Linked DNA regions of Delphinus delphis: region 1 is linked to region 2. A link is a contact called in public Hi-C data. All regions are on one chromosome and are shown on one strand. Each heading gives the region's core, a stretch centred on a gene start, on an enhancer-like site or on the middle of the called end of the contact. The rest is flanking DNA. Distances are from core to core; before and after follow the strand shown. Region 1 holds the start of GAR1 (GAR1 ribonucleoprotein). Region 2 holds the start of SEC24B (SEC24 homolog B, COPII coat complex component).

Region 1 (4,493 bases), core at 168-2,667, 300 kb before region 2:
ACCGTCAAATCTCTGTCTCACTTTCCATGACTTCCATCCTACCTCTTTGATAATTACTCCAAAACTCCTCTAATTAGGTCTTTTTCTTGACTCCCCCCAGTAGTTTCCCTTCTGAGCAAGTTTTTTTACTCACTTCACTTAGTTATGAGTAGCAATTAAAAGCATGGGCTTTGGGGTCAGGAAACCTGGCTTTGTATCTCAAATACATCACTTACTGATCACTTCTCACTATGACCCTAGCAAAGAAACTTAACGCTGAATCAGTTTTCTTATCTGTAAAATGGGGACAGTAGGGGTAAACGCACAATATTACGTAGTTGTATCTCCCTTTCAGCCCAAACCCAAATTCCATCTCCACGATGCATTCTAACTGTCCTTCAGCTTTCTTATCTCCCCCTTACTTCTACAGCACGATTATACGTCACTTTACAGCCTCTCCAGAGGCTTGACTCCCCGATCAAGCAGCAACCTCCGTAGGAGAGAGAGCTGCTGGATCTATCTTTCAGCACCTGACTCCCAGTCAAACTTACTAATAACACAAACCCACAACCTCCGTCCCCCGACCCCACTCCACCCTCGCCCCGCGGTGGGCCAAGCTTTGAAGACTACTTACAAACTACTTGCTCTGGAGGTCCGTGGTCCTGGCCTCTGTTAAAAGCTCCGCGGCCGCCCCCTCGTCCAAATCCTCCTCTGCCGCCGCCGCCGCCTCTAAAATTGCCGCCGCCTCCACCTCGGAAGTGGTGGTTGCTGCTGCCGCCGCGACCGAAGCCGCCACCTCGACTAAAGCCTCCGCGACCTCCGCCACGAAAAGACATGCTCGCTCCCACCTGGTTAGAAAAACAGGGCGTGCCTTTCAGTCACTGTGGCCTCTGGGAGCACCACCGAACCCCTCTGAGCCTCAGTCAGAAACCATAAAAGTAGACAACAATAATAATAGCAACCCTGCCACCTCACCCATGGCCAGGCGGCCAGCGACGAGCCCGAAGAGTGAGTGTCCCCTCCCCAAAGCCCTGTGAGCGCTGACCACCCACTCACCAGCCCCGTCACCCCCGGTGAGTACTTCCTCCCCCAGCTGGCAGCAAGGTCTTCAGCCGCATTCCCCTCCTCCCTCCGCTGGGTTCCACCTCCAGCATCCTCAGACCGACCGGCCCCCTCCCGCCACTCACCGGCGCCACGTGCACCTCAGGCCCGGAGGCTCACACTCTCCCGCCCGGTACTTCCGCCGCACAAGAGCCTCTTCGGCCACCGTACCGGCACAAAACGGAGGTGGGGAGGGAACCAAATAGAAACTCGAATAACTGGTTCAGAAAGCCAGCCAGTCACCCGCGGAATCAGGGACGCTGTCACCTGCCCGAAAAAGCCTTCAGCGATGGAAGGGTATCAATAATATCTAACGTCAACCGCTACTTTACGACAGTTAGGTCTATTTGCCTACGGCCAGCGGAGGAAGTGACGTACAATAGCGGCGTCCTTTGCAGCGTGACGTTGCAGGAAGTGCCGCCCCGCGGCGTTGCCCTTGGCAATGGCTGGCGTCAGGGACCGCCCCTCTCCCAGCGGATCGGCTTGTACCTGGTGGCAGCTGAGTGGCCGTGCACCCTGTCCTCTCAGGCTACGCTGCAGTCCCCTCGTTCGTCAATTGGTTGCGGCTCCAGCAACTGTGCTGCCCGTGGCTCTGAGGACGTTTGAGCCGCGCTCTGCCGGGAGGTGGATCTGGCCGCGTCGGAACTTAGTGGAAGGGCTTGTCTGCGTTCTTTCGAGTCGCTTGTTTCTTCCGGATCTTTCCAAGTACGCGAGATTGTGGGCAGTACTGTGCCCATCGTTTTGTACTATGGTTTCACGAAAGGAAGAAAAAAAAGTGTGTGTGTGTGTGTGTGTGTGTGTGTGTGTCCTTTTAAAGAAACTGTTACCTGACAGAAAGCCAGACCATGTTTTTGTCTTTTGTACCAGATAGTTTATTCCTTTGTCAAGTACGTTTTCAGCCCCGCAGGACACTGTCTATACCACAAGCCCCTCTCCCCTTCTGTCTTTAAGTCCTTGATATTTGACTTCAACTTCCGCTAAAACTTCTCTCCCAAAGAAGGCTAGCCACCCTCTATTTGTTAAATTTGGTTGGTCTCTTTTCACTCGAATCTTCTGAGACCTTACCTTGATATAGCGCAGTCAACCGCCTCTTTGAAAGAGGGTGGGGATTGGTACCTTCTTTAGAGGGTTATTTTCATATTGGAAGAACTTCATAAACTTAACTATGGAAATATTAGGAATCACAGTATGTCTTCTACACTAAAGTGTAAGCTTCTTGAAAAAGCATCAGTCATATAGATAAAAAAATTTTGGTAAATGAACTTTTATTCAGATTTGATAAATGTACTTTAAATTCTATACATCATACAGAGGTAGAATTATTCATAACTGCCCTGCTCTATTTTACTCTGTTTACGTTCAATGTTTTATCTCCATTTGGTGTCCCAGTATTATCCTCAACTCAGTGTGATGAAACCATTGAACTTTTATGGGACCTTCAAGATTACGTGGTGCCCCTTTATCTTACGTGTAAGGAACTGACAGAGAAGCGAAGTAACTTCCCTAGCTAGTTAGAGGGACAAAGTGGAACCATGGATTCTCACAGCCCTCAGTCCTTTGCTGTACCACCACCCCCAGTCTCACTCCTTGCTCTCTCCAAATTATTCATCATTCCAATTGCCTGTTTGTCCTCATGGTAGCATCATACTCTTGGTTTCTGCGTCTTTGGACTCAAGCCTTTGAGCACTCTCCATCATCTTTGTCACCATCCCCACCCAACCTTAGTTGCAGTCTCTTTTATCTAAAGCGCTCAATTTCTGTTCATTCCATCTAAAGCTTGTACTGTTGTTACAGGCCTTCTGTTGCCACTACCACACTTTCCTCTGTTATTCCTAACCGAAATCGCCCAGTATAATCTACGGCAACTCAAAAGTTGAGAAATAATTACAGTGAACTATAACTTCCTCACGCTCTAAGCATCTTTGTTGTCTCAAATTAAATGCTTCCAGGCTTTTCTTCCTCCCATCTGTACTGCGTGTGATGACATACTGAACTTATTAAAAGTTTCCTCGTACCATAGCCATCCTCAGGATCCCAAATAGTTCTCCATGTCCTTTAACAACAAGTCTAAAGTAAAATCTCTACATTGACTAGGCCTTCTATATAATTAATTTTTTTTCCTTCCAGTGCTGTACACCATTTCTCTGCCCCATCAGGCCAGCATCATTGCCTTGCTTCTTTTTTCCTGCCATTTGCAATCACTTCCTTCTTGGAAAAGCTCCATTTGCCATCCATTAGACCAGCCTTTTTCTATCTTTTTACCCTGGAAGAACCATTGAAGTAATTTTTATGTCTCAGAAAACCCTGCATAATATAAATATATATGTAATATAAACATATATAAACATATATATGTATATATCCATCCTAGTACATTAACATGATCAGCAGCTTATAGACACGTAGACATGGTAGTCCAATAATAATTGTCAATGCTCTTTTTTCAATTGTAGTAAAATACACATAACATAAACTACATTAATCATTTTGAAGTGTATAGTTCAGTGGTTCACATTGTGTAACTTGGTGCTCCTTTGAGTAGAGAATGGTGTTTTTCTATGAATCTGTTTATTTTTGTCCAACTTACTACCCTACTCTGTGTAGTTTCCCCCCTCTCACAAAGGATCTCAATTCTTTTTTTAAATTTTTTTATCGAAGTAGAGTTTCTGTACAATATTATATAAGTTACAGGTGTACAATATAGTTATTCATAATTTTTAAAGGTTATACTCCATTTATAGTTATTTTAAAATAGGATATCAATTCTGATGCAAATTAAGTGGGAGAGGAAACTTCAATTTTTCATTTAATTTACTAGATTGCAAAAATTGATTTTAATGAATATTAATCACTTTATAGGCCTATATGTGCATAAAAGTGTTATTTTTGAAACTAAAGAAAATAATGTGAAATCTTTGCTTGTCTTTTGCTACGTATATGGTCAATTCTGAGTCGATCTTGAGACTCACATAAACAGATCTCATTTTCAGCTGAAATAAGATTATTTCAGTCACTGTTTTTAAGCTCAAAGAAAAAGCTTGCTCACACAAGTAAGAAGTTGGAAAGTACAGTAAAATGTTTATTTCGTATGAATGGCAGGATACTCTTTCACAAAAATCCAGAACTTGTAGAAAGGCAAATCAGTTAAGTTTCATCTTATGTTTATAATCATAATCTTACAAACTCTCCCTCTTCTCTCAAAGTCAGGTGCACAGGTTGAGGAGCAGATTCAGAGAAAGGAACCCTCATTCAGTCATTTACTTGTGTTAAAGGGAGGGAAAATATGGTTCAGTTTTGTTCTGCAATTCCCTCAGGTGGTTTGGTCTTAACTTGAGACCCTCACTCTAAAGTGCAAGCAACAGTAGAAACATTTCAAGATTTTTTTGGCCGTATGATTTTTCCAGAGTTTCAGT
Region 2 (3,930 bases), core at 934-3,433:
AAATTCCTTAGCATTTAAGGCCTTTCTGTAACTTGGCCCCTTTTAGGTATTCTTGGGTTTTCCCTCTCACCCAACACCCTTTCTGCCTCTTAGTTTCTAAATTTTGAGACTTCTGTTCATGTCCTTGAGATGGCCCTCCTCTCCTATCCATCCCTGTCAAATCCCTCAAGGTCATAACCAACTCAAATGTCACCAAAATACAGGTCAATTTACAAGAAAGGCAGGGATTCTGTCTTTTCTACTAGGCTAACCTTGAGCCCCCAACTGGCAAGCATGCAAAAAATGTTGAAATGAATTATGTCAAAGTAACGATTATAAACAGCAGAAATCAAGCATCATCTATTTTTGGCTTCTAAATGTATTTACTGATTTGTTTTTACATATTTAACAGCCTGATCACAACTGATATCCTGCCATTCCTTGAGCGTTCACAAAATTTGTTAAGGCTGAGGTAAATACTTGCCACTCTAAAAACTGTACACTAAGACAATAATGCATACTCAGAAAATCAAGACACAATCCTTGGATCACTATTAATCATGGATTTAAAATATTCTAAAAGACGTGGGATCGCTTCCTAAATTATCATGTTCTAGTTCCTCCACACACAAAGCTATTCTAAAAACAAAACAAAAACAAGAATTTATATCAAGTTTACAAGAACAAAACCTGCTCACAAATAATATCTTCATGTATGTTCAGGACAGAAGTACAAAACCTACTACACTGTTCACATTCAAAACCCATAGAGTAAACAATGACCAGTGAAAGTAAAGCACGTAATACTGACAAGTATGGCTGATCCAAAGGATAAGGCTAAGCCATCACGTTTGACTTATGAAAAAAAATCAACTTCTGGTTCTCAGGATAAACGATAAACTGCAAGCTTGAAAAGTATCAGTTATAAAATTTAGATGCTGGCTGAACTGGTTTATAAAGTCTAGTAAGTTTTCATTTCACAGATTGGATAAAATAGGTCAGTCCAACAACCATTTTTAAAGAGTACCAGCAGACCTTGCTCTCTTTTACAGAGAACCAGACATATTCTTAAGTATTCAGTCCATCACTTTCGAGAGTTCTCATCTAAAATGTTATCGTCTATAAAGGGAGGCCCCCTCTCCCCCGGCCCCAGCCACGAACATTCCAAATCTCAAGATGAGGGAATACTAGAACCGATCATTTTTCAGCTGAAACTCGCGCATCCCCAAAGCCCGCGACCTTAGTATGAAAGCGCTTTCACGGTGCATTGGCTGCTGCCGGTATGAAGGCCTTGCCTCAAACAGGGCCAACTCTGGCACGTTTTTGTGTTTTTGAAAGTGAAGCTGGGGGGGGGGGGGCGGGGAGGGGAACACCCAGATCTAAAAGTATTCGTTTAAATCCGTTTGACACCTGCTCCCTTTCAAACACGACCAGCAAACTCCAAACGCTCGAGTAGCGGCCGCAGCAGCAATGACAGATCTTGAGGCCGAACTGGGTCAGGGTTACAGTTACACTTGTGTTGCATCTTTACACCCTTTGTCTACAAACTTGGGCACTAACTTCAGTTCCCTTCCAGGCAGCGTGCTCGCCGGGCCTCAGAAATCAGAGCAATTTTCCTGAGACAGGAAGGGCACAACCCTCCCAGCTCCATGGCTACACCAGCCTTCCACGGACCACGCACTCTGCGGCCTCGGCTTTTCGGCCGGTATATGGGCGAAGGGGTCGCCCGTGGAAACTCCCCTGCGCCCGGGCTGGATAAAAGGGATTTCACGCGGTGTCTGGTCTCCCCCTTTTCTATGGCCCCTACTCGTCCCCGTGGTTTCGGGCCCGGGGTCACACTACAGAGACAGCCCTGCTCCCTGATTCCCTGGGCCGGCCCCCGCGCCGGGCCGCCCCTCCCCCCAGCCCCCCCAAACCCCCGGGGCCGACCCCCGCCTCGTGCCGCCCCCCACCCCGCCCCGGCAGCCGCCCCCCCTCCCACCGCCCTCCCTCCCGCCCCGCCCGATTCGGCCGCGCAGGCTGCCCCGCCAGCACTAGGCCCCGCGCTCCGCCCCGGCCGCCCTCCTCACCGTTCTGCTGGTGAGGCCCCGGGCCCGGGCCCGCGGGCGCGGCGGCTCCTGAGGCGGCGGCTCCGCCAAGCTTGGGCGGGATCCGGGAGCTGGCGGCCGGATGAGGTGACCCGGCGGGGGCCGACATGACGGCACTGCGGGCGGCGGCCGCGGCTCCGCTTCGGGTAGTTGGGCGGAGGGAAGGGAAGGGAAGGCGGAGCCGGAGCGGCGAGAGGAAGAGGAAGGAACGCGCCCGGCGTCACCGACGGAGTCACCCGGGACCGTGGCTGGAGTGCTCGCGCTCCGCCCTGGAGCCTAGCTCGGCCGCTGCGGGCGCCGGAACCCCTCCCGGCCCTGCCCCGCCGCCGCCTCGAGCCCCGAGACGCGGGACTCCCACCCCGCGGGTCGCTCCCGGCAGGCGCTGACTGTGCGAGCCGCAGCGCCCCCTGCAGGCGGAGCCCGGCGCGCCCAGGCCGGAGGCGGGGCGCGGGGCGGCAGCCTCCCAGCCAGCCCTGCGACCTCGGGCCCGGGCTGACCTGCTGTCGCCTCGGGGCGAAAGGGGTGGACCAGGATAGATGGCGCTGGGCCCGCTCCCACGTGGGGCGGAGGCAGGAGCGCGGCGGGCCTGGGCCGGGCGGTGCGGTGCGGGGACGGGGTTCCAGAGCTGCGGGTGACCTCCAGAGACCAAGGCAGCGCCTGGCCGGACTGACCCCGCTCACCCTTCCTCCGAAGAGGAACCCTGGGTTTGGCTTTTTTTTTAATCTTGAGGTGTTTTCCCCCTTAATATTAAATCCTAAAGGAAATAGACATTCAAGCTCCCTGTCCATAGGGAATTATAATCCTGGGCAAAAGAAAAAGAAATATTTCTCTATGATAAGCACAGTATCTCAATAAGAATTGAGAACTTTTCCCACTGACTTAAATCCTGGGAAAGGAAAGGGGGAAATGGAGTATAAGGGAAGCTGAAAGGCAAACTTTATCGTCCTCATGATTTTTGCCAAGAGTTGGCTCATCCTGTTGATGTTCAGAAGAGAAGCTGTAACACCCAAAGCAAGAACTCAGCGTGGTTTGTCTTCGCTTATGAAATCGTTGAATCTCTGGCCTGTCCCAGCATGTTAACTGGTAAGCAAGCCCTGGGACTGCATTACCCAAGTCGTTTTGCCATCTTGGAATCCTGAGTATGCCACAGTCATTCTGTGTTTGTTAGAAATGAAATTGTTCAAAAGCGTCGAATTCCGAATGGGATGTTGCAAGGTTGTATTTCTGGAGCGATGTCTAATTACTGAATGATTATGCCAAACATAAAGTGTGTTGTAGTCCTAGAATAATGCGAAGCTTCCCTTTAGTTGCTGCCGTGAATTAATGATACTTGGTGCTTTAATGCACCAAATGAATTACAAATAGGATTTCAGTAGTTGGATTTGTACTTTTGTTTTTGGAATTTATCTTTATTCTTATTTCCATAATTCTGATTAATTTTTCCTTTCCATTTTATACACTACACTAATAAGCAACCCAAGCAATACTTTTACATTACAATATCCAGAAGCTAAAATATACTAGTTCCTGCATGTGAAAGATGCATTAAGCCAAATTCTTAGGTTTAAAAGCCAATAATTTTGTTAAATGTAAATTTTCAGAATCTTTAGAGAAAATTACACTGTACAGATATTATAACACAATCCTGTCCTAGAAAGCAATATCCCATTAATAAAACTACTTGAATTTTTTAACATTTTAGGTAGATAATTTCAAAGAAATACAAAGTAAGAGAAAGTAGTATAATGGACCATATATACTCATCAGCCAGCGTCAACATTTGTCAGTTCAGGGCTAATCTTGCTTATCTATACTGGCACCAACATCCACTCTCCCGAGATTAAGTTTTTTTCTTTTTGGCTGC

Evidence for each region. Hi-C and Micro-C count contacts between places; a contact is called where the count stands out from the background.
Region 1: a Hi-C map of lung shows a contact between it and region 2, with 3 times the contacts expected there. The contact joins the promoter of GAR1 here to the promoter of SEC24B in region 2. A contact is called at or near these places in 2 of 3 Hi-C or Micro-C datasets (lung and muscle).

Annotation. Positions count from the first base shown.
Region 1 is chr5:109,316,027-109,320,519 of mDelDel1.2, reverse strand. GAR1 (GAR1 ribonucleoprotein) reads right to left here and starts at 1,417. Exons shown (of 7, transcript XM_060011833.1): 1 at 1,167-1,417; 2 at 614-827. The coding sequence starts at 815.
Region 2 is chr5:109,013,923-109,017,852 of mDelDel1.2, reverse strand. SEC24B (SEC24 homolog B, COPII coat complex component) reads right to left here and starts at 2,183. Exons shown (of 24, transcript XM_060012876.2): 1 at 2,049-2,183. The coding sequence starts at 2,175. LOC138414087 (a long non-coding RNA gene) reads left to right here and starts at 3,051. Exons shown (of 4, transcript XR_011246491.1): 1 at 3,051-3,149.